2 separate regions of the Ovis aries genome follow, and region 1 is linked to region 2. The links are chromatin contacts, called in public Hi-C maps. All regions are on one chromosome and are shown on one strand. The core of a region is the stretch at or near the end of the contact, and the rest is flanking DNA. Distances in the headings are between cores, read along the strand shown. Region 1 holds the start of SLC16A1 (solute carrier family 16 member 1). Region 2 has its middle 52 kb from the start of SLC16A1.

Evidence for each region. Hi-C and Micro-C count contacts between places; a contact is called where the count stands out from the background.
Region 1: a Hi-C map of tail adipose tissue shows a contact between it and region 2, with 1.9 times the contacts expected there. The contact joins the promoter of SLC16A1 here to the enhancer-like site in region 2. A contact is called at or near these places in 3 of 16 Hi-C or Micro-C datasets (hypothalamus, mixed tissues and tail adipose tissue).

The regions. Positions count from the first base shown.
Region 1 is chr1:90,349,761-90,357,003 of ARS-UI_Ramb_v3.0, reverse strand. It overlaps SLC16A1 (solute carrier family 16 member 1), which reads left to right and starts at 3,848. Exons shown (of 5, transcript XM_042252642.1): 1 at 3,848-3,966.
Region 2 is chr1:90,297,421-90,304,209 of ARS-UI_Ramb_v3.0, reverse strand. No RefSeq gene overlaps it. Among named protein-coding and RNA genes, the nearest start is that of SLC16A1, 52 kb to the left of the region's middle. Within about 2 kb of position 1,924, at least 38 of the 54 cell types and tissues checked have an H3K27ac peak or open chromatin away from gene starts, as enhancers often do. A contact at or near this core is called in hypothalamus and tail adipose tissue, where this site is marked.

The DNA of each region.
Region 1 (7,243 bases), core at 2,599-5,098, 51 kb before region 2:
TCCAGGTTTTCCTTTTTTTTTTTTCCCCCAGGTTTTCCTGTGTGCGAATTCTCTTCTTCTTTGAGCAACTGATGATGGAAATCATTTACCTTATTTAGGAAAACCTTTATACCCTAAACAAAGGAGTATGGCCTTATTCTACAACCTCAAAAAATAGGCCTGTCGGGGTAAAATACGATAGGCATGACATCTAAACTGGGTGCGGAGAGACTTCACTTTATTAATACACAGCTCAGAAGTAGTGTTGGTAGCCCCCGGACTTCACCTGGGCACAGGTGTCAGAGGTACTGTATGGTGCAGGGCACTGCGGAAGATTCAGGGTTCTCAGAGGTCACCACAGATTGATTTCTGTGCTTTATTCAAGCCTCATCTTGTTCACCAGTGCAGCAGTATCAAGGTTCAGTTAGAACAACCAGGCCTGGCTCCCCAGCCAAGTGGATACATAAAGCTGATCATTATGACCTAAGAGGCTTCCCTCTCCTTCATGCAACCCTCTCCTGACTCACACTAGGTCTGAGGTACAGATGTTCAGGAGTTCCAACTGCCTGCTGCTGCTGTTGGATGAGGGCTATAAGAAGAGTCCAAGTACTCTCACTGAAGGATCTCACAGCATGGAATGTACGTGCCAGGACACCTAGAACTTTCTGGAATACAGGTGATCTTAAAATTTAGCTGTTCAAAACGATATCCCAACATCTCCACCCCCAATTTAGCTGCCCAGAGATTCACAACTATTCCAGATTCAGATAAGCAGGGGTTGGTTCTCTTTGAACTTTCTAGCTTCAAAGGCAGCTTTTATGGCCAACAGATTTTTGGTAATGATTGTTTAGCTGAGGTAGAAGCAACTTAGAACATGGTCTTCCTAAGATGACCTTCAAAGTCTATTGATTAGTCTTCTATGGTATTAATAAGTAGCAAATGACCATTTCAACTCATGTATTTATAGCCTAGGCTAAGTCGCTTCAGTCATGTCTGACTCTTTGCAACCTTATGAACCTTAACCTGCTAGGCTCCTAGGTCCATGGGATTCTCCAGGCAAGAATAGCAGAGTGGGTTGCTGTGCCCTCCTCCAGGGGATCTTCCCAACGCAGGGGTTGAAACTGCATCTATTTCTCTCCTGCATTAGCAGATGGGTATACTGAGAACCAAATAATAACTATTTTCTGTTAACTCCAGACAATGTTAATTGTGTGACTTTGGGTTACTTAACCTCTCTGTATCTGTTACCTCTGTAACTTTGAAAGTGTTAATCACTCAGTCGTATCCAACTCTTTGCGAATCCACAGACTATAGCCTGCCAGGCTCCTCTGTCCATGGGATTTTCCAGGCAAGAATATTGGCATGGATTGCTATTTCCTTCTCCAGGACATCTTTCCAACCCCAGGATCGAACCTGGGTTTCTTGCATTGCAGGCAGATTCTTTACCATCTGAGCCACCGGGTCTGTAAAATGGGGATTATAATAGTACCCAGTCCATAGCATTTTTATGAGGAGTAAATGAGTTAATATGAGTAAAGCGCTTAGATCAATCAATGCCTGGCATATAACAAATATCCCCTAAATCTTAGCTATCATCACCAATATCATTAATTGGTATTATTATTCCCCTACTCTCAGCTTACCTGCCTAGAAGAGGGAAGGGAGGGAGGGAGAGAGGATAGAAGAAGGGACAGAAGGAGAGAGGAAAAAAGAAGGAAAGAGCAAGCTCAGGGTCAGCCAAGATCAAGAAAGTAGATAGGGCTGGTAAATACGCAGGACCATGCCTAAAACAAATGCTTGCTAGGAGAGATTATAATCAGTGATGGAGATTATGAGGTACATCAGCCCAAATCAGCCTGTGCTGGCAGAGGCAAGAAGAAGGAGACAAGTCACATCAGACCACTGAATGGGATGACGATATGGGAAAAGGACTTTGGAAAAAAGAGCCTCACCCAATTTGGCTGAAATCAAATTGAATTAAGAGGATAAACAGGTCAAAAAGGAATATTCTTATTCCCCATTTGGATAGTTCTATAAATTTCTCTTCCTATATTCCCAATCGAAATACTATAAATTTTAAATGGGGGAACGTTTTTAATCTATTAAGTATTCTTGTGTTTTAAAAGAATGCTTTCCTGTTATTTCCTATCTCACAGAAATGATGGAATAACTGAGGGAATGGAAGTGAAGTATGCAGCTGAATTCCAGAAAAAACACGGTAATTTTATTCTTCTCCTTTTCCAGATAAAAAAATTGAGTAGCTTTCTCAGTCTGAATAGTAACTAGTTGTTTTGAACCTTCAAAATTTGCGTTTTCTCATTCTATTACTAATTTGTGAAGTTATAACTCTTACCTTGAAATCTTCAGAGGTTTTGCTCACTTATTAACAAGCTTGCAAACAGTCCATCAACATTTAAGATAGAAAAGTCTACCTGGAAAATTTTGTGATAGTCAAAAGCCACTAGAGAGCACCATACCTTCCTTCTCTGATTTTGCAAGACCCTGTGATGAAATGCTTTTATCTTAAAAATTCCTTGGTACAATAACTTTGAGCCTAGATATCTGGTTCTTCTGATCATGCCATTTATTAGATGGGTGGCCTCGGAAAAGTCTTTTAGCTTCCCTGGACCTTAATTTCCTTTTCTGTAAAATTAGGGAGTTATGCTAAATGATCTTAAACCTCCTCTCAGCTCTAAATTTCTGATCTTACTAGTTTACCTCTTCAATGTCTCGTGGATTAATCAGGAAGAAAACCTGGCAGAACAGCAAGAATTTTACCTGTATCATTTCATCACTTTTGCCAGCTCACCCACCTCAGTTTTCACTTTTTCAGCTAAGAATCTTGGAATTGCTTTTTTTTTAAATTGGAGGATAATTGCTTTACACTGTTGTGTTAGTTTCTGCTGTTCAACAATGTGAGTCAGCTGTAAGTATACATATCTCTCTCTCCCTCTAGAACCTCCCTCCCTCTCCCCCCATCCTGCGCCTCTAGGTCATCACAGAGCACCAAGCTGAGCTTGCTGTGTTATATAGCAGCTTCCCACTATCTGTTTTACACATGGTAGTGTATATATGTCAATGGAGTTGCTTTTTATCTTTGCCTCTTATAAACTTTGTGGAAAAATTATAATATTAATTCATAAACATTTATAGGGTGCTTTCCAAGTTCCACCAATCACTTTTGCAAATACTATCTTACCTGACTATCACAACAATTCAGATTGATGGATACCATCTTCAAATTACCTGGTTAAAAAAAACAGGCCCAGAATAGGTCAGTGAATTAATTGCCCAAAGTAACAGGGATAAGTTTTGGGAACAAGTCTTTTGATTCCAAAGCCTGTATTCTTTTCACAACATTTCAAAGCCTACTAGGGGCAGATCCAGATTTTATGGGGCTTGTGGTATATATATTTTTGGTGGACATCTTCAAGAAAAGGAATACAAAAGTACAATCTATCACTAAGTATGATCCTGTGACTACATTGTTAGGACCAAGTGAGGGACCTTTAGAGTTAATCTTCAGCATTCAATTTCACAGTTTCCCCTAGCTATACATTTATGTAGTTCTTACTATATGCCAGACACTAAAGTAAATATTAATTTTATTATTATAACAACCTTATGAGGAAGGTACTGTCCCTGTTTTACAAAGCAGAGAATGAATGAGGCTCAGAGTGGGGGTGGTGGGGTGGTGGGGGTTATGATTTTACCTAAGGACAAAGACGTGGTAAGTGCCAAGTATTCAAGCTGGAATTCAGATCTGATCCTGGGTCCATATTGTGAATCTACCACACTATGCTCCTCCTACATTCCACTGTTCAGGTCCTGACAGTTCATATCTGAACCAGTCCTAGTCTGTCTTCCTAACTCTCCTACCATCTACCCTGAATGCTGCTTATTATACCCGTCACAGTCCTGAAGTGCTGCTGAAGTCCTGACCAACTGAAGGACCTGAAGAGCCTTCCTTCTCTGTACTTATCAAAGGTAAAAAAAACAATTATTGCTCATAAGTGGCACTTGGCTTTAGATTCCATGCTGTTTTCTAACGTGGTGAACTGTTACTGAAAACTTTTCCTTGCATGAAACAGAGGCGGAGTGGGTGAGAGGGAGAAAGTATTTGGAAACTTTCAGAATCTTATCCCTCAGGGCCCATTCCATTACAATCTAGGTTCTTCATTTGCAAAACAAAAAGCTGACCACTCGGGATTGTAAAGAGAATTAAGTAAGCGAGGGGTCAGGGGAGGAGAGGAGCGCAGGCTTCCAGTGCTGGTCACTGTTGGTTTGTCTCCATCTGACTCGACCTCCCCCCTAAATCTTGAAGTCAGGCGCCTTGACCCATACATTCTCGGTACTTCTCAAAAGTCTCGGACATCAGAGGCACTCCATGTTTCTTCAGATTGATCACTTCAACATCATAGGGTCCTGAGGATAGTTCAGGTGAACTGCTAAGCATATAATCGGCCCTTCAGAACCGTTAGCTATAATTATATTTTGTCACAAACCCTCAGCGTCCATAAAGATTTGGCCTCTCTGCAGTCTCATTTCTTCATCTTTCTGACACACAGATCCTCTCTTGGGACCAGTGTCGCCACCGTCTGACCAGCTCTTTCTCCCGACTTCTGTGTCCATACCCACCATTCATCAAATGTAAAAAAGTTCCATAAATTCTCTCATCAAAATCACCAAAAGCCCTTCTGAGGTGGCCTGTATTACTGTTTCCATTTCAGAGAGCAGGAAGCAGGCCCTGAGGATTTGAGTGACTTCCCCGAGGTCACTGATCTCAAGTAGCGAGGCCGCAGCCCGCGCTCTAAAGTGCCGGCTTTCGGCCTCTTCCCGGGTCCGAGATGCACCCGCATCCATTCAAACCCCGCCCAGTCCCTCACTTCCAGTCATTTCCCAGCTTCTCCGCGCACCGTCGCCCCCCACACCTGAGTCAGGCCCCAGGCAGCTCGCCCAATCCATCCTTGGCGGTTTTCCGCTTTTCTCCACCAGAGACTAAGGGTGAGATCGACGTTGGTGCCCCAGATGCGAGTAGATCACCCCGAGGTCCTCCGACGGCGGGCCGAAGGGGAGACTCCGCAGAGGAGCGCGGCTACAAGGTCCCTGCCGCATAGCGGGGGAGCCGCGCGCGGGTCTTGCCGGGCCGCGGGTCACGTGGCGGGGAGGGGGGCGGCAGCGCGCGCGAGCGAGAGAAAGCGAGTGAGCGGGCGCGCGCCTGAGAGCTGTGGAGGCGCGAGTCGCGGTTCGGGTGTAAGTGTAGGGGGGAGGGGGCGGTGGCCGTGAGGGCCAACTCCACCCCTGTGCGCATGCTCCGGCCCCGGGTTATAAGGCAGCCTCGCGGGCCGGGCCCGACAAAGTGCTGGCGCGCTGCTACGTGACTACCCGGTCGCGTGGGTGCCCGGACGAGCGAACTAGGCAGCCGGCAAAGGACGCGACCTGTACCGTGGGCCCAGCGAAAACTCCAGCCGCGCCGCCGCGTCACGCTCACGCTAGGCGCCGCGAGCCGCGCATAACGGTTAGTTGGTAACGGCCGGTTGCGTGCTTGGCGGGGACCCTGCGGTGCCCTTGCTTCCTCCGCGTGTTTGGAGGGAGGCGTGGGGGAGTGGAGGGCTTGGTCTCTGAGGGAGGGGCGACGGCCGGGCGTGGGCTTAGGACCGCAGCAGCCACGTGGCCTCGGAGCGCAGTGTTGCTGAAGGAGACCTTGAAGCGCTGGGGACAGCGCCTCAGCAGAACTGTAGCCCCGTTGTCAGGTGCGGGCCAGCGGCCTGGCCGAGGAGTTGGGTCGTGGTGCCGGTGACCTTGGGAAAGTCGCTTCCCCTCTAGTCTTAAGTAGACTCTTGAGGAGATGCTTTTGATCTAGGCAAGGGACGACGTGAGGTTGACTCACGTGGTGCCTTCAAGCTGCTGGCCGCGTTCTCCGAGGGTAGGGATTCAGGGCGGGAGTTATTTTGGACTCGTGGCACGCCCGCCCCAACCTCTTCGGCCAGCCAATCCTTGTCCCACCTGGTGACTTGCGGCAGTGGCTCTGGGGAGCTGCAGTCCCCGTAGCCAAGACGTGACTGCAGGGTTTGAGGGGACTTAGCCGAGGGAACATTGCAACTGGCAGACTCCCGGAGTGGTGCTGACGGGAACTCTTTGTCATTCAACCTGTGGCTGCGGAACGTCCGCCGCAGCGCCCTCACTCTGGGACTTTAAGGCGGCCCTGAGGAGAGGAGTCTGAAGCATAGCGTTACACTTGGTATGATGCTCGCTTTTTGTTCCAGATACATACTTTGTCCCCACGTGCGTTTTAACATTTCATTTCTTTGTCACGACTCAAATGCGACAGGCAGTTGCCAAAATTAGTTTGTAATTAATCTTAACCCCTAAAAAAGTACTACTTGAGTCATATTCCTAGTGTGCTATACTTCGCATCTGCTCTGTCATAACTAGTTTTGAAACTTGTTTTTCCAAAAATTATTCTGGTTTTGAAATAAAATGTGGACACCTCAGTGCCCTGATAAATGTGGGTATAGTTACTAGGGGAATATGACACAGTGAACTCTGAATTGTGAGTTTTTTAGAGCGTAAGTAGGAATTAGCCATTAATAAGCAATTTTGATGGCTGTTACCAGCCCAGTGAGGTGATGCAGAGAATATGTATTTTAGTGTAGTTTTTTAGTTAGGCAATAAAAATATCCTTAAGACCAAGTTTTATGCCTTAGGGTACAATTTTGCCTTTAGGTTGCCATAGAGAAAATATATAGTTTAAGACATTTAGCCCTTAAAACAGGTATTGGGTATTATTTAAACACAAGTTGAACTTTAGTAATTAATTCAGGATTGGATGCTGTTCTTTCATTGGACTGCATTGACCCTTGTTAAAAATGCAAGTTAATGGTCTGGGGAAATTTTTATAGCTGAATAGGTTTAAAGGTTTAGTTGTAAGCTTGACATAATAGGCTATAACATACCTAAACAGATTAAAAAGGAAAAAGATTCATGTTACCATAGGATGAACCAACTGATCAGTGTTTAAATAGTTTACGTATCTTTTGGCCTTTTAAATGTTAATTCATATAACTGTGGAAAAGATCTTACTGACCAGCTAGTCAGTTTTCCTTATTTTATAGATTAGGAAACTGTTAGGGAGGTTAAGTGACTTCTGATCTTAGTTCTGAAAACTTTAATGGTTAGGTGAGAATTATGTAACTTTTGACTCCCATTTAATGAGTTCAGCACTCCTGAACTTTCTTTAAAAATTATAAATATTGGTATGAAA
Region 2 (6,789 bases), core at 675-3,174:
AGCCCACTAATGCCTTCTTAATGACTACATGGTCATTAAGCCTTGCTCCCTGAACCAGCCAGGTTTCTGCTACTCCCCAGGGTAGTCCCATCCCAGAAGGATGCTGTTCTCTCACATCTTACTCATGGTTGTTTGGCTGGACCTAGAAATGAGGCGCCTAGAAAGATGAGGTGTACAGAGCCAGGGCCAGGCCCCTGGGGAGACGTCTGGAGCCTCGCTCTTGTTCTCCCTCCCCCATAGGGTGTCTCCTGGCACCTCAAAGTCCTGCTCATCCAGAGGACACCTGTGACTTCCTATCCCTCCTCTTCCTTTGACTGAGAAGTTGCAGGACTTTCTCCTCTGCTCTGGGACACTGCCTGGGGCCTCAGCTTACTGGCCAGAGGCTCCCACCCTGGGCTTAATTTCCACTATAATGCTCTCAAATTCTGGGCTGAGGCTCTAGGATACAGCCCACAGAGCACTTTTACACGCAGTAGCTGTGACTGGTGGGATGGGGAGGAGCCTCCAGGTCCCCCTAGCTGTGCCCCCAACCCCCTTCACCCCCATCCCCCATAGGGGAGGAAAAATAACTTTCCTCAACTCTTCTGAGCTCTCAACTGAGACCTCTGTAAACAAAAAGATAAATAAGAAAGAAACCGAAGTTTATTCACATATACTTGTACACCAGGGAGATACCCAGGAGAAAAAAATTAACTCTCCCAAGGGGCCTAAGCTAGCAGTTTAAACACTACCTTCCGCCAAAAACAGAGGAAGCAAAGGTGAGAGGGGGTCAGGGAGGAAGCCAGTTCTGGGAGATTACCAGGAAAAGCAGAGTAAACAAGGGGAAGGATTGTTATGTAGATTTAAGTAAACGCCCTTTCCACAGATTTTTATAATTCTGTGATTTATAGTCAACTTCTCCACCCACTGGGGGAGACACCCTCGCAAATGGAGATTTCTTTTATAAATGCACATCTCTCTCAAAAGAGTCATTTCTACTGTTTTTCAGAAGCTTCCTTTGTCTGTAGTTGCTGAAAATAATCAGCTCAAAATAATCCTTCTGCCCTGGAGGCGTATTTGAGATGGCCTATTCTCCCACTCTTCATACCCTCCTCAAACCTGGGCTCCCTGCCACTGGTTTTAGGAGAAAAAAAATGTTCTGGCCTAAAGTGAGGTCAGCAGGGTTTCTCAGGTCACAGACCTCTGCTGGGCTATTGCCCTGGGGCACAAGTTAGTAACACCAAGTCCCTGAGCAGCAGGAAGAGGCAGGATCCAGGTCTGGCAGCAATGTGGCATGCCAGCGTTGGGTGCTGAGCCACACCACTAGAAGGCTTGGTGGGGGAGGGGGTGTCTGCAGACCCACGAGGAAGGCCCCAGTCCTGCTGGGCCAGACTGAGGGAGGTGTCCTCCACAGGCCAGCAGTCAGGCTCCTCCCTCCTCTTTCACACCCGGGGCTCCTGAGGGGGAAGAGTTCTGAGTCCTCAGCAGCTGGATCTTGCTGCAGGTTCCTCTTCCTGTTTGTGCCAGCCTCAGAGCCTAGGGAAGCAGGAACAGCCCCTCTCCGCGCCCTGCTCCCACTCTCCACTATATTCCTGGGGAAAACACACACCCACACCCTCTAACCTAGATAGTCACTCCCAAGCAGCACATGCATACCACACACCCCTCAATAAACAGCAAACGCCCACCCCGCCCCCCACAGGCAGCCTTGATGGAGACTCCCATGATTTCCTCCCAGCCTGAAAGCCGGCTCTGTTTCCATTCGAATCTCACACCGACTGTCTTCAAGGTTTGACCACACAAGAAACCTGAGGGGCCAGTCTGTAGGTGGACAGGATGCGCTCCTCCACCCTACTTTCCTCAGAAGGCCTCTCCCGGGCTACTCTCCTTTCCTGTCCCCAGCCCATCCTGGCACGCCCGGCCGCCACCGCCGCTTAGATGTAGCAGCGTGGGGCGCCCTCGTGTGGGCAAGGGCAGACCTGCAGCCCCACCGCCAGGGTCCCGGGCTGCCCTCCTCCTGCACCCCAACTGCCCTCCTCCGGGAGCCCCTCCCGGGCTGTCCCACAGATGTCAGGGCTCTGCACTGCCCACGTCCACTATTCCAACTGGCCTGCCTCCAAGCTACATTCCCTCCTTTTACCTCTGAATGTTTTCTCATTTATATTTTCAAATTCAAAATTCTACGCATTTTAAAACCTAGAAGTGAAGTGAAAGTTGCTCAGTTGTGTCCGACTCTTTGTGACCCCATGGACTACACAGTCCATGGAATTCTCCAGGCCAGAATAGCGGAGTAGGTAGCTTTTCCCTTCTCCAGGGGATCTTCCCAACCTAGGGATCAAACTCCAGTCTCTCACCTTGCAGGCGGATTCTTCACTGAGTCCCAAAGGAAGTCCAAGAATCCTGGAGTGAGTAGTCTATCCCTCCTCCAGCGGACCTTCCTGACCCAGGAATCAAACCGGGGTCTCCAAGACAGCTGTTAAAACCTAGACAGGTTTAAAAAAAGCAGAGACATCACTTTGCTGACAAAGGTCTGTCAACTACAGATTGGCACTTGCGCAGATGGCTGCCGATGACTGAACAACAAGGGCATTCGCCGTCTGCCTCTGCGGAGACGAAACCCTGCAAAACTGTTGACCTTGAGCACCCACTGAGGGAGTTCAGGGTGGAGTAAGGCACTCTGTGCTCAAGGGAGTCTGGTGGCACAGATCTTCAGATGGATGTTTCAGGAACAGATCTTATGATCCCAATCCTTGCATGTCCTCATATCTAGAAAAGCACTAAAACCCTTCATGGTGACATCAGGTCCTCGTGAATAGCAACAAACTTTTTATAAAATAAATGCTTAATGGTATTGAACTCCCTCTTCACCAAAACCTTATATGTTGACCTTCCCCCACTGCCGCTTTGGAGCAGTCTCTCAGAGCTATCTGAGGTGCTGCCTCGCAGCCTGCAATCCTCATTCTGCCCCAAATAAAACTTAACTCACAACTCCCAAGTTGTACATCTTTTTTTAGTCGACAGGTCTATACAGTCAAAGCTATGGTTTCTCCAGTAGTCATGTACGGGTGTGAGAGCTGGACCATAAAGAAGGCAGACTGCTGAAGAATTGATGCCTTCAAACTGTAGTGCTGGAGAAGACCCTTGGACAGCAAGGAGATCAGACCAGTCAATCCAAAAGGAAATCAACCCTGAATATTCATTGGAAGGACTGATGCTGAAGCTGAAGCTCCAATACTTTGGCCACCTGATGCGAACAGCTGACTCAATGGAAAAGACCCTGATGCTGGGAAAGATTGAGGGCAGGAGGAGAAGGGGCACGACAGAGGGTGAGATGGTTGAATGGCATCATCGACTTAAGAGACATGAGTCTGAGCAAACTCTGGGTGATAGTGAAGGACAGGGCAGCCGGGCATGCTGCAGTCTGTGGGCTCGCAAAGAGTTGGACATGACTGATTGAACAACAATGCATTTTAAAAGACATACGATAAGAAAGATACATAAGATACGAAACATGATACATCCATAAGATAAGAAAATACTATCTATAAAACATAATAGGGTTAACACCCATGAGGCTGCAACCCAAGAGAGGTGAAATATCAACAACCAGCATCTTCCTCTGTGTTGCTCTTCATCCCATTCCCTTTCTCCCCAAACGAGAAGTAACCACTGTCCTAAATTTCATATTTTCTCTTGCCTTTTTTTTAAATCCCAATTTTCCTTTTAAAATTAGCCATTTGAAAGTGTATAGTTGGGGTTTCCCTGGTGGTTCAGTGGCTAAGAATCCACCTTGCAATGCGAGGGACACCAGCTCGATCCCTGGTCCAGGAAGATTCCACATGCCTAGGAGCAACTAAGCCCATGCTCCACAACCACTGAGCCTGAGCCTCTGCGCTAGAGCCGGCAAGTCGAAACTACAGAGCCTGCATGTCCCGGAGCCTGCGCTCGGAAGCAAGAGAAGGCACCACAGCCAGAAGCCTGTGCACTGCAATGAAGAGTGGCACCCCCAGCCCTGCGACCGGAGAAAACTCTGGTGGAGCAGTGAAGACCAGCACAGCCAGAAGGAAAAATAAATTGAATTTTTTTTTTCTTTAAGTTCTTGCGCTTAGGTTCCTGATGCATTTTCAGTTGGCATCTGTCAGGTTCTGCTAACGGGGAGCACTGAAGAAAAAGGGTGGAGGAGTGAAGAAAAGGCTCCCTTTATCTCCATCCCTGCTGGTTCCTTCCAGCGATTCTCCAGTGGTGGCACTTAACCCCAGCCTCCAGTCCTTTCTTCTTTCCCCTCAAACCTCTCACTTCCTCTCAGAGGCAGCAGTAGGTGGGGTCCTCGGAGGTCAGAGTTCCACTTCCTTAGAGCTCTTCCTCCAAGCTCCTGCGAAGTCTATATAACCCTCTCCTGACCCTTTGCTTCTCCACCCTTTGCTTCTCCAGAAAGCAGGGAGCTGCTTTCTGACTTTTATTAAGGGACGAGCTCAGCACGCCCTGTCTTCTTTCAGCCCTCCGGGGCATCTGCCAACAACATGCTGTATTAACTTCTCTAATTGAAAGTGTAACTTCTGCTTTCCAGACTGGGTCCCAGCTGATACAGTGAATATGCCATTATCTGTTCACCCATTCACCTTTTGATAGATGCTGGCACTGTTTCTAATCCTACTGTTTCTATGTTCTACTTCTACTATTTCACTTTGAACAATGATACCAAGACCTTTTGTACACGTGTTCTGTACACAGTCCTAACATTTCCCTATGTATGTAAAAGAAATAAGATGCTGGGTATTAGGGTATACAAATGTCCCATTTAACAGGCAACTGTCAAATCTGTTTCTGGTTTACACTGCATTGGATGCAATAATATCCTGCTTATTCACATATCCAGATTCCACATATGCCTCTGTGTGTGTGTGGAGGGGCCCACAAGCCTGGGAGGTGAAAGAGGCTTTCATGGACCCCAGCCAACAGATAAACTTGTGTGTCCCTGGGGAAGCAAGAGACTAGCCCCACCTGAGGAAAGCTCACTGGTGCTCTGAATGGAGATACCTACCTTTGCACCCAGGTCTTGTGTTGATCAAAGGAGAATCACATATCTCCTCCTTATATGTTAAGAAAGGGGAACAGGTTCTGTGCAACTGGTAGCAATTTCATGAGAGCCCTTAACACAGAATCCTGCTGCATTTAACAAATGCTCACTAAATACTAGTTCCCTTTTTTTTTCTTGTTCCTTTCCTGCACTGAAGCCGCTTCTCGAGAAAGTGAAAGAAAATGAAAAACTCGCAAACAAATCATAATTCTGATCTCCATCATTATGAACAGAGCACTCATTCATTGCTTACCCCCACGCCCCCCAAAACAAGGAGACGGGATTTTAAGTTTTGCTTAGGGCCTCTGCATGGCGGGAGGTGCTCCATTCAGAGCACCAGTGAGCCCTCCTCAGGTGAGGCTGGTCTCTTGCTTCCCAGGGTTGCAAAGAGTCGGACACGACTGAGCGACTTGCACCGTTTTGCGTGGTGGGAACTGGAATGAGCTGGTTTCTCTTGGAACTTCTGGATGATAATTAAAGAGATAGTCTGACTCTGGATGCCCGTTCCTTACTCACTCCTTATATGGGCCTCTCAGGGGAGGGCAGAGAGGAAGGGGTGGAGGAGACAGACCACCCCAATCAGGACCCTGGCTCCTATCTCTCAGGGACAGGTCAGCTGGGGTGACCCAGCTCAGTTAGAGGAACAGGGTACTAATTGTCCAGGAGCAGTGATTTCAGAAACGCTGACCTGGATCCACTGCCCAAAAACTACCTTCCTCAGCTATCACCTAAGGGCTCACCGGAGGAACTTTACTTACTCAGGTGTTAAACTGTGGTGGAAAGGAATTCATACTGAGCAGCTGACAACTTACAGGAGTCACCTAGCCCAGCCTCCCTCCCAGCACAGCCACGCGGCTAGATCTGACCCTGCTGATCGGGCCCTGGGGGAACGCTGACCGTGAAGGGACATGTCATCTCAGAGTGGCCCTTCCGGTGCCTGGACAGTGGGGACTGCTTGACAGCTCTTCTCATACTGGTCAGCTCCTGCCATGCAGAGCCACAGCGCAAGGTTCTGTGTGGGGCCAGGATGGCCCAGGCTGTGAGGAAGACAGGATGTGTAGACCTTGTCCCCACCCCTCAGCAGCCCTGAGGATGCGCGTGTGACCCACAGCCAAGGTGCCGAACTGCCCCCAGACAGCGGAGCCAATGCATAGTAAGACGGTCAGCCCATGGCCTGGACACCCCATGGCCTTCTGTAAGCAGCTCTGTCAGCCGCTGGCTCCAGTCAGACATTTCCAGGGCCCTTCTGAGGTACTCCCGGGCTGAGCCGGATCTTGCATCCTCCCTTCCAGTAGCCCAAGTGGGGTGTGTTAAGCTGAAGCTGTGGTGCCTCCCTAGTCAGGAGAGGCTGGGAATTAGCCAAGTGGTTCTCAAACTTACGGCTGCAACAACCAGGAAGGGCTGAAACACAGACACAGCCGTGAGCACCCGGGGCCCTTTCCCATCCTGGCTGGAGTTGACAAACTAACAGGGGGAGAGAGAATAGGTATAAATTGGAATGCCCTCATAGTACCAGGATAGGATGGGAAGGGGCTGGAAGGGTCCCTGGGTCCTCCAGTCCTCCTCTGATGGGACAGGGAAGGATCAGAGAAGGTGGCCTCTGCATTGAGCTCAGAAGGAAGCATCAGAGTTCACCAGATAGAGGAGATGGGGGAAGTACCCCGGGGGAGGTTGGGAAACAGGAGGGAACCATCCTTGAATCCCAGGGCCCACTCCCCACCCCCGCCACCCCA